Linked DNA regions of Hordeum vulgare: regions 1 and 2 are each linked to region 3. The links are chromatin contacts, called in public Hi-C maps. All regions are on one chromosome and are shown on one strand. The core of a region is the stretch at or near the end of the contact, and the rest is flanking DNA. Distances in the headings are between cores, read along the strand shown. Region 1 holds the start of LOC123450180 (putative hydrolase C777.06c). Region 2 holds the start of LOC123447245. Region 3 holds the start of LOC123447240.

Region 1 (3,933 bases), core at 182-2,681, 180 kb before region 3:
CCCTTCGGTGGTCCCCCGGGACCACCTACGGTGGTCCCGGTACGTTACCGGTGATGCCCGAAACACTTCCGGTGTCCGAAACCATCCGTCCTATATATCAATCTTTACCTCCGGACCATTCCGGAGCTCCTCGTGACGTCCGAGATCTCATCCGGGACTCCGAACAACTTTCTGTAATCTCGTATAACAATTCCCTATAACCCTAGCGTCATCGAACCTTAAGTGTGTAGACCCTACGGGTTCGGGAGACAGGCAGACATGACCGAGACACCTCTCTGGCCAATAACCATCAGCGGGGTCTGGATACCCATGGTGGCTCCCACTAGCTCCACGATGATCTCATCGGATGAACCACGATGTCAAGGATTCAATCAATCCCGTATACGATTCCCTTTGTCTGTCGGTAGAGAACTTGCCCGAGATTCGATCGTCGGTATACCTATACCTTGTTCAATCTCGTTGCCGGTAAGTCTCTTTACTCGTTCCGTAGCACGTCATCGTGTGACTAACTCCTTAGTCACATTGAGCTCATGATGATGTTCTACCGAGTGGGCCCAGAGATACCTCTCCGTCACACGGAGTGACAAATCCCGATCTCGATTCGTGCCAACCCAACAGACACTTTCGGAGGTACCCGTAGTGCACCTTTATAGTCACCCAGTTACGTTGTGACGTTTGATACACCCAAAGCACTCCTACGGTATCCGGGAGTTGCACAATCTCACGGTCGAAGGAAAAGATACTTGACATTAGAAAAGCATTAGCATACGAACAATACGATCTAGTGCTAGGCTTAGGATTGGGTCTTGTCCACCACATCATTCTCCCAATGATGTGATCCCGTTATCAATGACATCCAATGTCCATGATCAGGAAACCATGATCATTTATTGACTAACGAGCTAGCTAACTAGAGGCTTGCTAGGGACACATTGTGATCTATTCATTCACACATGTATTAGTGCTTCCTGTTAATACAATTATAGCATGAACGATAGACGATTATCATGAACAAGGAAATATGATAATAACCATTTTATTATTGCCTCTAGGGCATATTTCCAACAGTACCACCCAGACTTCGTCAAGGCCTAATACGTCATCTGCATGCTCATGAGTCAGAATGATCTGCACTGCGCAGAACCTTCTTAGTCCCCAGGATTTTTATTTTTTTCAGAAAATAATGCACTGTCGAATATCTCACTGAGTCAACGTAAGGAACTTTGTGGTGGACAAACCACCAGAGAACTTGCTCTCTGAAGGTCTTGCCGATGTCGATTAGGATGTACTTGTGTGTTCCATCTTGGCAATAGTCCACCAAAAGGGAGGTGTTGAGCCTGAAAGCAAACAGGCGTATGATTTATGAACCTGGTCACATAAGCACTAACTTAGTAGGATGTTCTGTTCAACCCATTTGCAGCTACTCCACCATTCGGCAGTTGTGACTCACAAAGTTAAATCTGTTGGAATCATTTTCATGTAATGATACTTCTTGGTCACATACCAATGCAATAAGTTGGTTGTATTCAATATGTACACTCTTTCTAGTGTTCAATACCGAGTCGAATTATACAACTTACATGTGTAATGTACTTCAGATCATTGCAGGTTTTGGAAGTGCTCTGAGAGGAATACCAAAAGGCAAGTTCGCCAAGAGAATGGCCTTTTCTGGGACAATTAGGCTAATCTACTTTTTTGCACTAACTAATTGCAATAAATTATATTTCAGGATATTGTCCTCATTTTTACAATATCCAAGCATCAATATATAATGGACTTGTTCATAGGAGGAAAATTCCTCTTCCATTGAGATGCTCTTTTCGCTCCATTCAAGCAAGAAATAACCACTCATCAATTGTTGTATCTAAAGATTATTGTGAAACTTACATCCAGTTTTTGAGAGGCAAACGGATAGTTCCTGATTCAGATCCTCCAACCTCCAAGGATGTGGACCTACTATACCAGTTTATAGATAAGAGGTGAAAGTCTGTATTGAACTTCCTTATCAAGTTCTTGAGCTACATTTGAAGAGGAATCTTAATTATCTGTTACTTGTCTCAGTAACAAGCTCATGGTATTAACTGGAGCTGGAATGAGCATGAGTCAGGAATTCTCGATTATTGGAGGTAAGTTATCAAGGCTCCGTGCGTACAATCCCATCATCCACAGGCAGGTAGCTTGTGATTTAAGGAAGAAAACAAGGCGTCTGCATCATTTAACCTGCAAATAGACGTCGTAGCAGGTGTGCGGGCGGTCGAGCGGCGGCGGCGGCGGGGACGGCGGGCGGGGCTGCGCGGGATGGACGCGGGCGTCGTGCCACCAGAGCGCCGGCTCGGAGGCGGAGCGCATGAGAGCCCCCTTCCCCTCCTGGGCCCGCTTCCGCGTCCGCGGCACTTGCCGCAGCTGCACCGGCAGCCGAAGCCTCTGTCCGGCGCTGCCCCCGCCCCGGCGTGACGACGGGGAGGGCCCGTCGGCGACGCGCGGGCGACTCTTCCTCCTCCCCTGCTGCGTCTTCTCTCTTCTCTGGCTGGCCAGAAGATGCTTTCCCCTTCCACCTTCTTTGTCACTCGATAAGATCACAGAGAGGACATGGCCGAGCACGAACATGGGGCCAATGAGGGGGGCGGCCAGTGGCGTGGGCTGGTGGTGGCCCGGCAGTGGGGCACCGGCGGGGCGGCGCGACCTCAGCCCCGATCCAATCTGGATCGAGAGGGGAGGGGGAGGGAGCGGTTGGTGGCTGAGGGGGCGCGAGTGGGAGGCTCGGTGACGGGTTTTTTTTTGTTCGGGGACGAGGTGGGATCGCTGGAAGGTCGAACCATCGGTAGGTTGAACCATCACGATGTTCGATCATGCTTTAATAGTAGAGATATGTGAATAATATTTTTAAGTATAAAAAGGTATAAAAATAACAAAAAAACGAGAACAAAAATAAAAAAAACAAAGAAAACTGGCTGTGGCTCTCGCGCGGCTTTGCCGGGCCATCTAGTGGTCCCCCCTTACGCGAGCGCACCTCCTGTCTCGCCTAAAGCGAGACATAGAAACACCCTAATTATTACATGGACTACAAGCGTTGAATAGGAAATGCCGAATATTACGTGCTTTAGTGCTTGTTCCTCTCGACTGTCCGTGCTGCTACTCTTTTCGCTTAGCATATAACCCGCTCATCATCTAAAAAACTGTTTGGTATTCTCAACCCATCAGGGTTCAAGTTCTAGATTTGATATTAGCATTCACATTTTTCTAGATTAATTTCAAACCTTTCGATAATGTGCTTTTAATGAAAGAAGACATTACCGTCAATCTCGAAATATGTGTCAGCCCAGTCTTTTGAAGGCGCTCATAAGTGATAGTGTATGCATGCATATGAGCGTCTGTGCCTGTTTTGTGTTGAAAAAAAGTTTCCCTAAAAAAGAATCTCAGAAAAAAAAATGAAGATAGAGAACAGCTTAAACGCACAAAAAGCATCGCCAGACGTTCCATAGGAGATGTTTTTCTTTCTGTCTGAAGTAGTGCTATGAAACAAAGACATGGACTACATATATTTTACACAGGTCCCAGTTGCAGCAAGCAGATGTACAAATCTACACAGAATCCGTGTTCACTAACGAGAGACAGCAGACCAACATACACACTTTTTTCAGACAGCACACCATCATGGTCCACGAGGCCTTTCTCCCTGATCTAAAAAAAGGCTCCGGACATCTTATTATCATCATTACTCGTGTGACGCCACCGCGGTAGGATACAAGGAGAATGAATTTGCTGCAAGTGGAACGAACGACTGCCCAGCTCCAAGCTCAAGCCTGCAATCAGGAGAGGACGGTCAAATATTATCGAGTAGAATCGGACATATGAGGTAGAATCATTGGTTTTAAGAGAGACCACGGAAGAGTCGGCACATCCAATAGAAACGAAAACTTGTTTCAGCCATAT
Region 2 (3,379 bases), core at 428-2,927, 190 kb after region 3:
ACACGTTAAAACGCAGCAACAACCCCCTTAATGTTGCTGCAACAAATCCAATGTCCCCTGTATGGACAGTGAGGCACATTAAGCTTGGAGCAGCAACAAATCCAGTGCTTTACTGTCATCTGCATTTAAATGAAGTAGTCCTGGCTTTAAAAAATGTATTATCATCACTAAGATCATCTATACCTTTTGTGTTGACAGCAATGATCAGTTGTTGATTTGTTATTGCTCTTGAGCCTTATATACTCTTTTTCCTGTGTACTCTTGTTATTATTATATGCTGACGATTCTTCTTTTGTATACTCTTGTTATGAGTATAGATAGAGCAACTATGGATTTGAACTTGCTGGCTGAAGAGGAGGACGAAGCTCAACACGATGATCCCATTGATTTGAACTTGCTAGCTGAAGAGGAGGACGAAGCTCAACACGATGCTCCCATTGATTTGAACTTGCTAGCTGAAGAGGAGGACGAAGCTCAACACGATGCTCCCATTGATTTGAACTTGCTGGCTGAAGAGGAGGACGAAGCTCAACACGATGCTCCCATTGATTTGAACTTGCTGGCTGAAGAGGAGGACGAAGCTCGACACGATGATCCCATTGATTTGAACTTGATGGCTGAAGAGGATGACGAAGCTCGACACGGCGATCTCATTGATTTGAACTTGCTGGCTGAAGAGGAGGACGAAGCTCAACATGGTGATCTCATTGATTTGAACTTGCTGGCTGAAGAGGAGGACGAAGCTCAACATGGTGATCCCATTGATTTGAACTTGATGGATGAAGATGAACAAGATCAACAAGATGCAGACAAGGAAGAAGCCCAAGTTGCAGACGAGGAAGAAGCTCAAGTTGTTCAAGAGGAAGAAGCTCAAGTTGTTCAAGACGGACAACCCGAAGAAGCTCAAGTTGTTCAAGACGGTTTTTTGAATTATAGCAAAAGGGTCCATGCGTTGCAACGGGAGAAAGAAATACCACACGGCACACGCTCTTAATTTATAAAAAATGTCTATAATTTGAGAATTTATAGTTACGATACAAATAAAGATGGTCTTATCCTACAAAAATGCAGTTCAAAATTTCACAGGTCTTCTATTTTAACACGGCTTGCATGTAGATTTAATACGTACAAAGAATCAGTCAAGTGACCTTCAGTTTCATCTCTAATCCTGATTTTGTTGACGTGTTCATTCCCAACCCGAATGAGTACCGGTATGAAAGAAAGACGAATAATGACTTATTTATTAGGATTGCACCCTAGATAGTATTTTTTATTAAACATTTAACAGATAAAATAATATCATATTTAAATTCTACATATTTTTCTAATCAAATTCCATGTATAATATGTTAAATTTGGAGTTACGGTTTAAAAGATATGAATATTTAAAAAAATATTTAATATATACTACGAGTTTAATGTCATAAACAGTAAGGTTTTTTTTGTAAAATCACCTCGGTGGGTTTTCCGACGGAAGCAATAGCCTCTTTATTATTAGGTAAAGATGAAGGGTGACAGGTTTTATCGGGCGGAGGGAGTATTTGTTTTGCACGTGTATTCTGCAAAAAAAAGGTATCCCAAGCAATGCCCTAGTGATTTGGTAACTAGCAGTAAGTGAGCTGGAAAACCGGGAGGGCCCAACAACTAATCCGATGGCCCGGAGTTTGGTCAGCATCCACAAGGAAAACGCGAAAGATAGATCCGCCGTGAAGGCCCAACGGCGGCTTACCGAAACCCAGGGCCGCCGCCGGCCGCTCGCACCCGAATCCCCAGCCGGCGCACCTCCATCCACACGGGCCGGCAGAGATGGTGGCGATCTCGATGTACCGCGGCAACCTCCACCAGAGCGGTGACGACGCCGCGCGCCGCTGGCCGGTGCCCCAGCCCACGCTCTCCGCGTCCCAGTTCCGCCGCCTCCTCCACCGCCGCTCCCTCGCCGTCTCCCGCCTCGCCGGGGCTCCCCGGCCCAACTCCCCCAACTCCCGCCTGGACGACGGCGCCGCGGCCGTGGGGGAGGCGCGGGAGGTGGACGGGGGTCAGCAGCACCATCAGGCCGACCGGCATGATGTGCAGATGCCGCCGCCGCCGCAGCAGCAGCAGCAGGGGGAGGAAGAGGGACAGGACGAGCAGCAGCAACAGGGGGAGGGAGAGGGGCAAGACGAGCAGCAGCAAGGAGAGGAGGAGGAGGAGCAGCAGGAGGAGGGGGCGGTGGAGGATGTGGAAATGGACGATGCGGGAGAGGTGGTCGCCGGAGATGTCGATGCCGGCGGCAACGGTGACCCTGAAGAAGGGCAAGGCGAGAGCGAAGGCTTCGACCCCAACTCGGAGGTGAGCCTCGTCGTAGGTTCCTCATAGCTGCGTGAGATTTTAGCTGCTATCCTGCTAACGATGGCTTAGGGTTAGATTCAGGTCATTCAGGTCATTGGTGGATGACTACTTGCGAAGCCCCGACAGTAGATTTTTGGAATTGCTTCTCGTCATGGTATTATGGTGGTTCTATCTTAGAATCTAGTAGACTTTTAGCTCAGAGTTGGAAGTAGGATGAAATTCCTAGGTTGCCTCTTCCATTTCTGGGTTGGAAGAAGCCAATAAGTAAGGATAAGTAATGATGCTTTTGAGTTTTACTCCACTACTCTACAATTAAGCTTTTTAGCTGCACTGGACAACAGTTAGCTCTTTCATGAGGATGCAATATATTTATTATTATCGGTTGCTGCTGAACAACAGTTTAATTCTTGAGTTTTTCATGGAGATTTTGCTGAGTGCTTTGTGATTCCTGAGTACAATTGATTAACCAAACCACACATACCATTCTTGTTTGCAAGCTAAAACCTATGCTTGGAAGCTTGGTGCATTATGCTTGTTTGCTTTTTCATCTAGAGCTCTGAGTCCTATTTTTGTTTTAGGTGGGTCAACCTGATGGAGTTGAAGAAAGGAAGAGAGAGTTGACTGACAAGCTGGATACCTTGAGTAAGAAAAAGCATGATCTCGTGCAGATGCTGAAGCAGGTAATTTTCTCATTGTTTTGACTGCCGCTTGTGGTTCAGAACTAGTTGCTACGTTCTTCATCCCCTGTTACGTTCCTGTATGCTTAAGTAACTGAACCTTGAATACCATGTGATATTCGGTGGTTGACAACTTCAGGTGATGATGTGTGTGGATTTGACTGTTTTCATCGTTAATCGAGTAGCCACTTGAAGTACACTGGTTCAAATGAGTTTTTCTTCTGTTTGAAAATTATGAATTGAAAAATTGTAAACTTGCTATCCCATCTGAATGTGAAACTGATTAAATAAATAATAAATTCATAGTTTAAACATGCACCGGTTTCTAATGAAGTACTTTAATAATTTGAATTATACAAAGTTCATGGACAGGA
Region 3 (3,478 bases), core at 16-2,515:
ACCCAATGCCGCTTCGCTCTCCAAGCCGTTGAGCGAGAAGGCGTCTGCAGAGTCAAACAGAAAAGCTCAAACGCTCAAGAGGCTTGAAACCAACACATGTAGGCTAGTGGTACATTGCACGTGTATGTATGTATACGGAGGGTGGTCGTTACCGTCTTGCACGCTGTGGAAATCGTCCTCGCCGTCGTCGGACTCGCTGATGGCGAAGGAGTCGTACCAGGCCTCCTCCATGCTCCCGGTGACTGCAGGAAAGGTAAAGTACCCCAATTCAACGTCAGGTGGGCGGCGAATCGGAGTACAATGCCATTGATTGATTGGCGCAATAAACCGGCGTGCGCTAACCAAGTAGTACTAGTAACCAATTACGCCGCGCAGTGATCCCACTCTTATGTCTATCTATCTATCTATCTATCTACGGAACGAGGCGGCGGTGAAATTCAATAAGCGGTCGATGAATTATTATTTTAAAAAAAATCCCCGGCCGTGGCTAGGTAGGTAGATAATAGATGGATAGATGCGCACGATGCGGTAATTTAATTTAATCCCCGAAGGAAGGACGCGCGGCATGGTCCCCCGGCCGGAGATCATCAAATCTATGCATCCATCCATCCATGAATCTATTCCCCGCGGAGGCGGAGGCGGAGGCGGAGGCGGAGGCGGAAAAGGCGATTGGGAGAAAGCGTAGCAGCGCATCCCTACCCACCTTGGAAGGCCGGGTTGCTGTAGGTCCGGCAGTCGCCGGAGTTGGAGGCGGCGGTGGAGGAGGGGTCGGGGGGGCCCTCGGCCTCCTGGATGGTCTCCATGGAGGCGGCGCGGGAGGGGGCCTTCCGGCGGGCCTTGCGGCGGCGGCGCCTGCGGGAGGAGGCCCCGGCGGCCCGCGCCGCCTCGCCGGAGCGCGGCGTGCCGGGCTTCCCCACGCACGCGCTGGGCCGCGACACGCACGTGCCCATGCCCGGGGCCTCCCGTCGGCCGAGATCGGCGCGGGGAAGGTGGCGCGCGCGCGGGCACGGCGCTCGTCCGCGTGGGGGCGGAGGCGGGTCGGGTCGGGTCGGGGTCGGGGTGGAGATCGGTGCGGTTGCGTGCGAGATTTTTTCGTTTTTATGGGCCAACTCTGTGGCTCTGGTGGTGGTGGAGATGGTGGCGATGGAGGAGGAGGAACGGGAACGCTGGCTGCGGTGTCGTGTGCCTGCCTGCGCGGGGCTCGGCTTCTCACACGAGTGCGGGGAGGGAGGCGCCGCTCTGGTGGACGCGGTCCTTGGCTTGGCTTGGCTTGGCTTGGTGGGTGGGTGGGTGGGTGCTCTGCCTGCAGCTTCCTTCCTTTTGTTCTGGTTGGGTTTGGATGGGGCCTGCCTGCCTGCGGCCTTTTCTTTCTGGTGGGAGTTAGGGACAGGCTTCCCTTTCCTTTCTGTGACGAGTGACGAACCCTCTAGTGGTCTAGGTGCGAGATTGGATTTGACGCCATGCCGTTTGCACCGTGCTTGTTCCGCCGACGCAGGGTATTTTCCTTTTTTTCCTAAGGCAGAAACTGAAGCCGAGACCAAGGCACGCCGTCGTCATCGCCCTTCATCATCACACACAACTTATCCGTAGTAAACAGTCAGAAAATCGTCATATGCATCTACATACGTTGTGCACGGTAGAGCGAGCCAACCGCCGGCTTAGATCGTCCATCCGTCCAACGTTTACGCTGCACGGTGGCTCCACGAAAAGTACTAGTACTACTACACCGTATGCCGGGACGGAAAAAAATGAAGGACCATGTGCATGCAATCTCATGCGTTGACCGTTGACCGGATTTACCAGATTTGGGTGGCGGGGGGGAAAAAGTCGGTGACCAACCCAACGAAGGCGTATCCATCCGGAACCCGGTGCACGCGTTTCATGGGGGCTCCGTGGTCCCTTCGCCATCCTATTTCCCCTTGCCAACAGCCGGTAGTACGATGCGATGCTACCGTCAGGTCAGGTGGTTCTACCTCTCCGTTTTAGCCGTTGAAAACCTCGTTTCTCCTCCTCCTTTTGTCCAACAATCCACACGCCTTGCACGTAACTTGGTGCCTAATCCTGGGAAATGGGTGGGCTTGCGCAGACAACACGGTTCCGTTTTACCTATAAAAGATGGGGCACGCAATTTGCATGCTATCGATCGAGAAAGAATGCTTAGTTGTTGATCCTGCGAAATGATTAGGTTCTGCGGCCAACACGGTTTTGTTTTGTACTATAAAAAGAAGTATGCATAACAACGGTCATACTATGTATTTCCTCCTTGTGAGAAAACAACAAGACGCGTATTTTTCCTTTTTTTTCGAAAGCAGGGCCTGCGGTTAGTTTACTACACGATAAGTTGAGTGCATGGGCGCTTATGGCCTGTTTGAAACCACAACATATTATGATAATCTGGATTATTAAAATAGATTATATAATTAGATTTTAAAAATAATCTAGGTAGGCATGTTTGAAGGTCAGAGTATATAAACTGTAATCTCGATTTTACAGTGCATAATGACATGTCCGCCCTGTGCGCTCGCTGAGGAGACAAAAGGAGGACGGTAGCGGTGCCAGAAATTAGTAATTACCTCTAACTTTAGAGTATAGATTCATTCATGTTGCTTCGTATGTAACATTCTAGTGAAATCTCTACAAAGACTTATATTTAGGAATGGAGGGAGTATTCGCTATGCATGATTACTTGTTTTTGCACTTCCATTCTGAGCATTGCATATTTAGTATTTTATTTGGTTTTTATTTGTTTTCTCTCTTTTTTGTGTCTACCGGTGTATTGGAGTAACCTAGGACCAAGCAAGATGAAAAGACCAAGGCTGGGCTCAGTACGGAGGACTTAGAGTACCTGACTTTCGTGTTTCGAAGGGCGGAAAAAATGATTTCCAAAGTGTGTCACATCAATATCTAAGACATGAAATGGATTGGGCCGCTCTTGCGAATCCGACGACCGCAAGGACGTCAAAATTGGAGTCTGTATGAAGAAATGGCAGCCTAAACACCGGAGAGAGACAAAATGAAAGACGGAGTAGCATGGTCATATGGATGATCTATGACATGTAGATAACTCCGGAAGTTTCCCTTTAGACGGAATTCTTCACCAATTTTGTCCCGTTTTACGCAACAAGAAAAATGGTGGCAATGCCTTCACATTGCACCATTGCTACAAAGAACTAGCTGGCAATGATAGATGGATCTGGAGGAACTTTGAGAGCACGCCGAAGAGATCACAGATTATCATATTCATTGAAGTTGATGACGAGGAGGATGAAAATCCTTACACGAGGTTGGATGGGTAAAATGTTGCAAAACAGAGGCAAAACCATGGAAGTAGTGGCGCCTACATGGAAGATAATTGTGCTATGATTGAGGCCAAGAAAGCATTGACGGGCGAACATGAAGAAGAGAAGGCAACAAGGTGGAACGAGCTCAAGTGCTTGGAGGACAAGAAGTGCAGATCAAATTTGATGCCCAAAGAGAT

Evidence for each region. Hi-C and Micro-C count contacts between places; a contact is called where the count stands out from the background.
Region 1: a contact with region 3 is called in a Hi-C map of seedling, with 3 times the contacts expected there. The contact joins the promoter of LOC123450180 here to the promoter of LOC123447240 in region 3. A contact is called at or near these places in 1 of 6 Hi-C or Micro-C datasets (seedling) and 1 of 1 datasets of contacts at active chromatin or transcription factors (embryo).
Region 2: a contact with region 3 is called in a Hi-C map of leaf, with 3 times the contacts expected there. The contact joins the promoter of LOC123447245 here to the promoter of LOC123447240 in region 3. A contact is called at or near these places in 5 of 6 Hi-C or Micro-C datasets (leaf, seedling and an unstated tissue) and 1 of 1 datasets of contacts at active chromatin or transcription factors (embryo).

What each region holds. Positions count from the first base shown.
Region 1 is chr4H:11,189,600-11,193,532 of MorexV3_pseudomolecules_assembly, forward strand. It overlaps LOC123450180 (putative hydrolase C777.06c), which reads right to left and starts at 1,432. Exons shown (of 8, transcript XM_045127562.1): 1 at 1,425-1,432; 2 at 1,205-1,337; 3 at 1,072-1,128. The coding sequence starts at 1,432. It overlaps LOC123447235, which reads right to left. Exons shown (of 2, transcript XM_045123822.1): 2 at 3,447-3,803. The coding sequence ends at 3,798.
Region 2 is chr4H:11,563,526-11,566,904 of MorexV3_pseudomolecules_assembly, forward strand. LOC123447245 reads left to right here and starts at 1,678. Exons shown (of 5, transcript XM_045123832.1): 1 at 1,678-2,328; 2 at 2,410-2,482; 3 at 2,907-3,008. The coding sequence starts at 2,063.
Region 3 is chr4H:11,372,270-11,375,747 of MorexV3_pseudomolecules_assembly, forward strand. LOC123447240 reads right to left here and starts at 1,266. Exons shown (of 9, transcript XM_045123826.1): 1 at 704-1,266; 2 at 153-242; 3 at 1-44. The coding sequence starts at 950.